Regions from separate parts of the Mus musculus genome. Here region 2 is linked to region 1. Evidence: chromatin contacts called from public promoter capture Hi-C data. All regions are on one chromosome and are shown on one strand. Each heading gives the region's core, a stretch centred on a gene start, on an enhancer-like site or on the middle of the called end of the contact. The rest is flanking DNA. Distances are from core to core; before and after follow the strand shown.

Evidence for each region. Promoter capture Hi-C pulls out the DNA fragments that hold promoters and counts their contacts.
Region 2: a contact with region 1 is called in a promoter capture Hi-C map of liver, with 3 times the contacts expected there. The contact joins the promoter of Erlec1 here to the enhancer-like site in region 1. A contact is called at or near these places in 3 of 39 promoter capture datasets (liver and pre-B cells), 4 of 115 datasets of contacts at active chromatin or transcription factors (embryonic stem cells, extraembryonic endoderm stem cells, fibro-adipogenic progenitors and 1 more) and 1 of 9 other capture datasets (liver).

Annotation. Positions count from the first base shown.
Region 1 is chr11:30,157,894-30,162,380 of GRCm38.p6, forward strand. It overlaps Sptbn1 (spectrin beta, non-erythrocytic 1), which reads right to left. Exons shown (of 35, transcript NM_175836.2): 2 at 1,401-1,552. Among named protein-coding and RNA genes, the nearest start is that of Sptbn1, 60 kb to the right of the region's middle. Within about 2 kb of position 1,853, at least 72 of the 459 cell types and tissues checked have an H3K27ac peak or open chromatin away from gene starts, as enhancers often do. A contact at or near this core is called in embryonic stem cells and extraembryonic endoderm stem cells, where this site is marked.
Region 2 is chr11:30,952,663-30,957,532 of GRCm38.p6, forward strand. Erlec1 (endoplasmic reticulum lectin 1) reads right to left here and starts at 1,469. Exons shown (of 14, transcript NM_025745.3): 1 at 1,252-1,469; 2 at 1-14. The coding sequence starts at 1,413. It overlaps Asb3 (ankyrin repeat and SOCS box-containing 3), which reads left to right and starts at 1,736. Exons shown (of 10, transcript NM_023906.3): 1 at 1,736-1,907.

The sequences.
Region 1 (4,487 bases), core at 603-3,102:
TTATCATTTTGTCAAAGCTATCATTTCAAAGCATAAAAAAGTAAACAAATCTACAAGGTTAAAGAAGTAAATATATCTACAGGGTTAAATAAAGAGGGAGGAAAAGGTTTGACAGATGGGAAAAAGAAAAGTCTGGTTATAAAGCCTACTTTCTGTAAGATGCATATCACAATAACTCTAGCCTAGGTTCTAAAACAAGTCTCCCTGAAGAAGTCAATAAACAACTGTTTTGCTTCATCCCAGCATGGGACCATGGCTCCACAAAAACACCACCATCCTGAAGCCATCTGCACAGGGGCTTACTGAGGCGGTGAGACTGAGGTGGTGACGTCTGCACTCTGGGAATGCAGGGCATGACAGAACTCCGTAAAGATAAGAGGAGGCTTGACTATCTTTTGAAGGCAACACCCTGTTCCTGACCAGAGGGACGGGGAAAGAAAATACTGTCTTCATTTTTACTGATGTTTAAAGAAGCAGCTTTGTTCACAGACCCTCAAGAGAGGGAAACAAAGCCCTAGTCTCTTACCAGCAGTCAGAGGTGTGTGCACTGATCTGCAAAAAGATCTGCTGTGGCTGTCAAGTTAAATAAGCGGCTCTTCTGGCAGCCCCAGCAACCACTGGCATATTTTCCTGTCGATGTCAGTACAGCTTTGGGGCTCTATCCCTAGGCATCAGGTTGGCTCAGATGCACTACCACCTATGGAACTACATGCGCTCTGGGTGGAAAATAGGGCATATGCTTTCAAGCCAAGGCGAGCCAAAACCTGCTGGGTCAGTCACAGTGAGTAGCAAGCTTCTCTGGCATAAGGTATACAAACAAAAAAATCAGACATACAGTTTTCACTGCGAGCTAACAATTTCTCTGCCCAGAAGAGCAGGGTAAGTTTATCAGATGCTCCATTCCCAAGGAGATAACAAAAACATCAGCATGTACCATCACCCTTCCCCACCCCCAAACAAAAGGAAAGAGGGAAATAAAAAAATAAAACTGGCAGAGGCCACTGGATTTGAGTCGTGCCACCTTGAGATGGCAGCTCACATTTTCCAAAGAATCATCAATAAGACATAAATTTAGAGCCCCTTCCATGGTCTCATGTAAGCGGCAGAATCATCTCAGAGCCAGCATCCAGGCCTGGCCCTTCCATTGCTAGCACTGTGCGTAATAGAACCATCAACTAGGGTCTTCCTTACAAAATACACAGGCATCCCAGAAAGGAGGCTACATTATTATAGAACATTATTGCACCCTCAGAGCTCGGTGTTTCAATTACACCGCCCAGAATCAGCATATCTACTTCACTCTGCCCTCCTCCAGAAAACATTCTTCATTGCAGAATTCACCAAGAGACAAGCCCATACTTGTTTGTTCAAAAAATGTTTCCCCACTTGATTGTGCTTACCAGCCTCTCTCCAGAGAGGACCTCCAGTAGCTTGATGAGCATCCGTCCATCTCGAAGGTCCGTGTACAGGTCTGTGATTCGGCAGGACACTCTCGCAAGGTGGGAATTGACCCACTTGGTGAAGGTCTTCTTCTGTACAGCTTCACGCTCATCTGTAAGCAGAGGAGAACTCACTTTACCAACAACCAAGCACTGGCAACAGCAGGTGCAAGCCAGCAAAGCCCCACGGCCCACACAGCAAGAGTGCATCAGCAAAACTAAACTCCAACCAAACCCCCACTTAGCTCTCTACTGTCTGGGAATACTGGGATTTGGACAACCCTTGCACCAGTCAACTCCCAGGTTTGCAGCCAGCAGAATGTAGCAGTTAAACTAAGTCACTGCTACAGATGGATCCCACTGTGCAGCTTGAAACCATGACCCTGGAGCTTAAGAGCGTCATGCTTCACTGACCGTGCTAGCTGGGCCCCTTTGAGCAGAAGCCCTACTCCTAGTACAAACTTGCCTTATGGACGTTTACAACATACAACTTGATGGAATAAGCAGAAACCCCAACAACTGCTGTACTGAAAAAAACCCAGCACATAGTGTGTGAAACTCAATCCTACTGATGGCTGTATAGTCAGTGTGTACTGGGCTCCTAGATTGGTCAGGGGAGCAGTAAACAGTCTAGTATCTGGAAGGCTGTGCTGAGGCCTCCATTCAACCTAGCATAGTAAGGCAGTGAGGCAGAGACCATACTGGGCAAGCTTTTACTGATGTACTCCAAGCCAAGCACCTGCCAAGACACCTGCGCCTCCTGCTGCAGTCAGCAGTTCTTTGAGGTCCAGTCTTTCCCTAAAGCCTATCCATCCAAAAGAGGGCCTTTCTTCATGGATAAGGACTAATCAGAAACAAAGAAACAGAATGGCTGGGGCTGTGGGAAGGAAGAAAAGGCAGTTAAGGGCATAGCAAAAGGAGTTATGCCAGTAATACTATGAGAGGTTGAGATCACATGTATTATTCTTACAATCGTCATTATGAATGGTAACTTTACCACTACAATGGCAAGTGTAGTTCTTGTTGTTGTTTGCTTAAAGTTTGGCTGTTCTGAAAGAGTAGACTGGACCATGTCAAGAGGGATACTTCCTAGACTGTACCTAGAAGACTAATAATTCCTCATTCAAATATCTTTAGGTCTAATTTCTTTAAAATTATGGTTTCTTGAATATGCTGCAAGGAGCTGAAAATGTCTTTATCCTGATGGCTATCCTAGGCTATTAATGAAGGTTTGGGGTTCAAAGTCACTACCGCACCCAATCTATGAAGAGAAGATGATCAAAATAGAAATCTGCTTAGGTTAAAATATTTCTCAATAAGCTAGCGTGTAAAGTATGTTATTGCACAGTTACCAGCATCCCTTGGGGTAACTCACACATTAAAGAAACCCTGGTGACTTCTTTCAGGTTCAGAATCAGCAGAAGCCCTGCCCCGCAGTGACAGCTCAATCCCACGCCCTATGCTCCAAGAAGAGACAGAGGCCAGGGGTGGAGGCAGAGAAAACTGAGCTCGAATAGCCACACCCAAATCTGCATAAGAGGCTCCCCAGAACTGCAGTGTACCTCAGAAGCTCTAGAAAGGGGGAGGGAAAGGAATTAAAAAGTAAAAAGAAGGAGAGGTTTAATTCTTCCTATCTGTGCCTTTCTCCAGTTTCAAGTTGAAGAAGGGTACAAAAAAAAAAAAAAAAAAAAAAAAAGGCTCCCACCACACTGAGAAAGGCAGAAAACTTCTATCCAAGGACTGGACATGAACAACATCCTATACAGAGGAAGGGCAGGGACAAAGCCAGGCCAGCTGATGTGTCATCCTACAACAAAGTATGTGCACAACAACACACTTCTGAAGCAGGAAAGGGGGTGGGGTGGGATTCTACCTCTTGGCCCAGTAGAGGGAGGGAACTGTCTCTAGAGACCCAGTCCTTTGTTCCACCCTTCCTGGGAAGGCAAATGACATCATGCCTGTACTCTTCCTACCCCCTTCCCAGAGAGGCTAGAGGAGATAAGCCAGACGCCTGCAGAGGAACAGAAGGCTGTTGGCAGCGACAATGGAAGACAATCCAGAGGGTTTCCAAGCTCAAGCTGTTGCAGCTGGCCAAGCTCAGGGGAAGGCGGTGGGAGGACAGGGAGCAGCAGCGTTATCCAGTCCTAGGAACATGAGGTCATCACAGCAAATGAGTAAGATGAATATGGAGGCCCTTCACACGCCACACTGACCAGTGGTTGACTATGGTCCCTGGAGAACATGAAGCAGTGCTTATAAACGTTTTTGATAGTGGTGACTGAAGGACAGGTGCTACTAGCAGCTAGGGTGCAGAGGCCAGGGACACGGCTAAATACTCTGCACAGGGTAACCTCTATAACAAAGAATCATCCAGGCCAGGACTGAGAAATTCAGTTTAAAGGTTCTGAGCTTTTATTAATTACAGCAGGAACTTGAGTGTATCAGACTGAATGAGCTGGAGAAGAACACTTGAATTTAGGGTGTTGTTCATGCATCTTTCTCTTTGGGTTACATCAGAGCCTGACAGTTTGACAGTAGAAAGGGTTGCCTGCAGGCATGCTCATTCCACAAGAAGCTGGAGATAGAGTGGAAAAGCAGGTGCAACCCTATGTGACTCAGAATGTTGGTGGGCATTTGGCTTCCCCTGCCACGTCCACTCTCCCTGTACCCTTGAAGGGCCTTGTATGGCTGTTACCAATTCTAATCATACAGATACACCAAAAGAGCTTGTCTAAAGGCTACCTAGTATCAAACAGGATTGTAAAGTAGTCAATGAGGTAACCAGACTATTTTAACTGTTCATTAAATTTGTTCCTGCTGCACTCCCCACCAAAGAAGCACTCTCAACTCAAATCACTTAAGAAATTTATCAGGGATGGTAGGATCATACAATCTAAGGCTGAACAATCCTTTAGAAGCCATCTAAATGCACTTTCTTGAGTGAAATAATCTCTTCAACACTTGAGTAGTCACTTAAAAATTTTAAGCTGAGCCTCTTGGTACAAGCACAGGACCACACAGTGGGTTGGTTCTAAGTCATCCTGGACC
Region 2 (4,870 bases), core at 219-2,718, 790 kb after region 1:
ACTCCAGTTGTAGGCTAGAAACAGAATCAAAAGCATACATTATTTTTTGTCAGTTAAGGTGCTTTACCCTGAATACATTCAGTGCTCTTTAGAACAAAGGTTCCTCAAGTAAATTGACCAGTTCTACTGAAGATTGTTAAAGCACATTTTCAGATGTAGGCAAAATAGTGTAAACATCTTTAAATGATAAGGAGGAAATTAAAAACTGTATACTGTTGTCCTATCTAACAGAAAAGATAAAGTTTGGGCTGTAAAAGAAAACTAGTAAGGCAATAGATTGAAGTTTAAATGCTAATTAATACATACATTGAGGCTATACATTGTGGCACACACCTTTAAGCCCCGCCCTCAGGAGGCCGTGGCAGGCGGATCTGTTTAAGTTCTAGTTTGCACTTGTTTACTTTTTTGGCGGTGCTGGCAATGGAATCCAGATCTAGGTGTGTGGTAAATTTGTCTGTAGTAGTTACACATGGATAGACATTTCAGCACTACAATCATTCAAAACTGAATTTCCATTCTTGTTAGATTATACACCAAAATCTCGTATTCTAGGACTGGAGAGATGCCACAGAAATTAAAAACACATTATTACTCTTCTCGGAGGGGTGAGTACAGTTCCCAGTTCTCACATTGGGAGCCTCACAGCCACTGGCTCTTTCATTCTTGCCTTTTTACACAATACACATTAATTAACGATCATAAAATCCTTTTTAATCTCATGTTCTAGAGTCCTAAATAATAGTGGTAATACATTCAAGCCTCTAGTCTATTCTGCATGGCCAGTAGTATTCCGCATATAAGCTCACTAATATCTTCCAAACCAAATAGCCCTCTCAAATGCCTTAAGGGAAAAGATTCTCAGAAGCTGTATACGTCGTTTTTAAGTGTGTGTTGGAGAGAAAGAATGAATAGAGATGGGACTCCTGTCTGTTGGACGGTTGTGCGGGTAGGGTGATGTGCTAGTTAATTCTAAAACTTCCTCCACAGAGTGGGGCTGTAGAGAAGCCAGATCTAACGTAATGAGATTTAAAGGAGGGAGATGAAGTGACCGCTGATCTCCTAGTTAGTATGGAGGGCATATCCACTTAGTGTGCTAAACGAATTAATGAATGAACGAACACACTTAGGCTTGGGGTCGATAAATGCTTGGGAAAAAAAGGTTCTGGAAGAAAAAGCTAAGGAATCGAGGGCTGGCCCGAATGCTTCGTGCCAGAAAGAGGGGAGAAGGCTGCGGCTCGTGAGGGCACTGACCAGAGAGAACTCGGTACCAGGCCAGTTGACTCGGAAGGGGATGTCGTCGCTGAGCTGGGGCAGCGCTCGGCCGCCGCCGGACGCCTCCAGGAGACCGTACAGAACCAGCAACAGTGGCCCTCCGGGGACCAGGCTCCGCAAGCCGCCGTCTCCTTCCTCCATTGCCGCGTCCTCCAGCCACCGTCACAACCTCCTCTACCAGAGGAGAACAGGAGGAGGGGAGGAGGAGGGGGAGGAAGGGGGGGAGGAGGAGGGGGAGGAGGAGGGGGAGGAGGAGGAGGAGGAGGAGGAGGAGGAGGAGGAGGAGGAGGAGGAGGAGGAGGAGGAGGAGGAGGAGGAGGAGGAGGAGGAAGAAGAGGAGGTACTACAAAGCGTCCTTAGTGCAGGGGACCCAACCGCCGCCGCCACGTCTCCTTGCAGACGGCTGGGCAAAGCCGCCTCCGCCTTACAAGGGCTTGGGGCCACCGCTTCCGGGGCAGGCAGCACATCAACATCCGGGGTTGTTGAGTCGGTGGCCTACGGAAGCCCGCGCTTGGGTCGCGTTGCATTGCGTTGCTGCTGTAGCATCCTAGCGGTTGGACTCAAACGCAGAGGCCCGGGACTGACGCCGGTTGAACGGGTCTGGAGACGGCGCTTGGACGAAGCGGCCCGGCCAGGTGAGTCCTGGCCCGCGCGCTCAGTCCAGCCGCTAGGGACTCTCGGGATTTGGGGGTGAGTGGGCGGCGGCCCGCTCTCAGAAAGCAAGTAGAGAACCGAGCTGTGCAGAGTCGAAGTAGAACTTACAGTTCCGACTGAGCTGCCTACCCTCCAGTCTTTTGCTATTTGCACTCTCCATCTTCTCTCCAGAAGCTTCTCTTAGTTTCTTTTGATGGCGACTGTTGTCACGTCTGTCTCAGATGCTGTGTGTTTGGGGACACCCCCAGTGACACCTGCCACGTCCTTCGACTTTGGCATAGATTTGTTGGGTGGCTAGGCGCGTACAGTCCTGCATTTTTACTTCAGGAGAAGTTTTCCCTCCCTTGACTCAAGTGTTGGACTGTTGTTATTTTACTTAAGTCCAGAAAGTTTATGTCAAGGCCAGAGCCAGGTGAATGTGAAGTTATGAATCAAGTTACAGCAGACTGAATATAGACAGAAAGTTTTGGTTTTTGTCCCCTTCTTGAAAAAAGAAAATAATGTCCACATTTTTTTTCATCTCCTGTGTAATAATTTTACAGTGTTTGCCATAGAACATTTGGTAAGGACTGCCCATGTTGTGGTGTTAAAATCCACTGGGAGAAGAGACTTAGACTCAATTCAAATTTAGACTAAATGAACTTATTCTTACTGTTGGCAGAAGGAAGGGAGCCATAGAGCAAATACAGCCCACCATGCAAAAGGTGAATTAAGGTGGGGCTTTAAGGAGGACATCTGAATTACATGGATTACTGATATCCATGGAGTCTACATCTGATCAGGAAAATTGTCTCACTTCTCTCAGTTGTTTCTTACTTTCTCATTATACAGTAATAAAAAAAAAAAAACCATTTTATCCCTTCCCCAAAGCGATAGTAAGTTTTACAAAAGGCAAGCAGCCTTTAATGCTTTATAGCCCCATTGTCTGATTCTTATCTATCCATTAGGATCTCCCAGGCATTCCAGAGCAAAAGACTCATTGGCCAGTTAAGGGAAGCCTGGCTCCACGTTAAGTTTCGTCAGTCATCACAGAGGACTTCTACTCTAATGACTGAGATAGAGCAGTTCATTTTTCAGTGGGTAAAAACATAGTGCCACTAGATTAAGGCTGGCTGTCATATCCCCACACTCAAATTTGAACCAAATCAAAAAGCAGGAAGAGCAGTCCGTTTTTCAGCTTTGTAAGTTTTCTTTAAGGTAAAGACTCACACTATTAAAACAATATTGTTCTAGAACTGATGTTTTGTTCATTGCATTAGCTCATCATAATGTTTAATGTGTGTCAGGCATTGGGATTGGTAAGCTAGAGAGTAAATGGGCTCCTGTCATTTGTATCTCATTTTCTATCATTGAGATACTACAAATGAATAATTATGAACTAGGGGCTAGAGAAATGGTCCAGTTACTAAGAGTACTGGCTGCTCTTCTAGAGGACTGGTGGTCCCAGCACTCACAAGGAGGCAGGCTCCAACCATCTGTAACTGCATTTTGAGATCTGACACATGCATAGATATGCACAACACAAAACACATCATCATCATAGTCTCATAAAAATTTCTAACTAGATAGAATAATACCTAACATTTATTATTTAGTTTCTGCTAATCATAATATGACTATAAATACTTCTGCTGCGGCCACCTTGGGCACAAACTCGGCAGACAGTCCCACGGTCCCCTGAGGACTCTCCATTCTCCAGGTGCCCTAGCACGCCCAGGATCTTAGGATCACTGGTCAGTAGAACACAACATCTGTTCCAACACCACCAGGAGTGCCTGGGCCCAGCAGGAGCAGGGACATAGGAACCTTGCCCGACCAGTGGCTCAGGTTCCTTCTAGTCGGCACTGGTCTACCTTGGTTTCGATCTCAGTGGACAGCTCCATGCCCCCCACAGGAGGTACCACTTCCAGGGGCTCTAACACGTCCAGAATCTTAGGATCCTGGGATCCCAAAGAGCTTGGTCACGTGAAGATCTTGGTCACGTGAAGATCTCAGGGTCTCAGAGGAAGCTTGACTGCCAAGAACTCTGACACACCCAGAATCTCAGAATCACAGAGAAACCTGGAGTCTTAGGATTTCTGACTGAGACAGGATTACAGAGAGGACAGGCAACAATCAGATATATGGAGGGCAGGGAGCACAGGAGATAATCAGATCGTGTGAGGCAAGCATAAGAACAGAAACAACAAACCAAGGTTACTTAGCATCATCAGAACCCATCATAGCAAGTCATGTATATACCATCACACCAGAAAAGCAAGAAATGGATCTAAAGTCACTTCTCATGATGATGATGGAGGACTTTAAGAAGGACATAAATAACTCCCTTAAAGAAATATAGGAGAACACAGGTAAACAAGTAGAAGCCCTCAAAGAGGAAACACAAAAATCCCTTAAAGAATTACAGGAACACACATGCATACAGGTGAAGGAACTGAACAAAACCATCCAGGATATAAAATGGAACTAGAAACAATAAAGAAATTACAAAGGTAGACAAATCTGGAGATAGAAATCCTAGGAAAGAAATCAGGAGCCATAGATGCAAGCATCAACAACAGAGTACAAGAAATGGAAGAGAGAATCTCAGGTGCAGAAGATTCCATAGAAAACATGGACACAGCAATCAAAGAAAATGCAAAATGCAAAGAGATCTTAACTCAAAAAATCCAGGAAATCCAGGACACAATGAAAAGATCAAACCTAAGGATAATAGGTATAGATGAGAATTAAGATTTTCAAATTAAAGGGCCAGTAAATATCTTCAACAAAATTATAGAGGAAAACTTCCCTAACATAAAGAAAAAGATGCTCATGAACATACAAGAAGTCTACAGAACTCCAAATAGTTTGTACCAGAAAAGAAATCCCTCCTGACACATAATAATCAAAACACTAAATGTACTCAACAAAGATAGAATATTAAAAGCAGTATGGGAAAAAG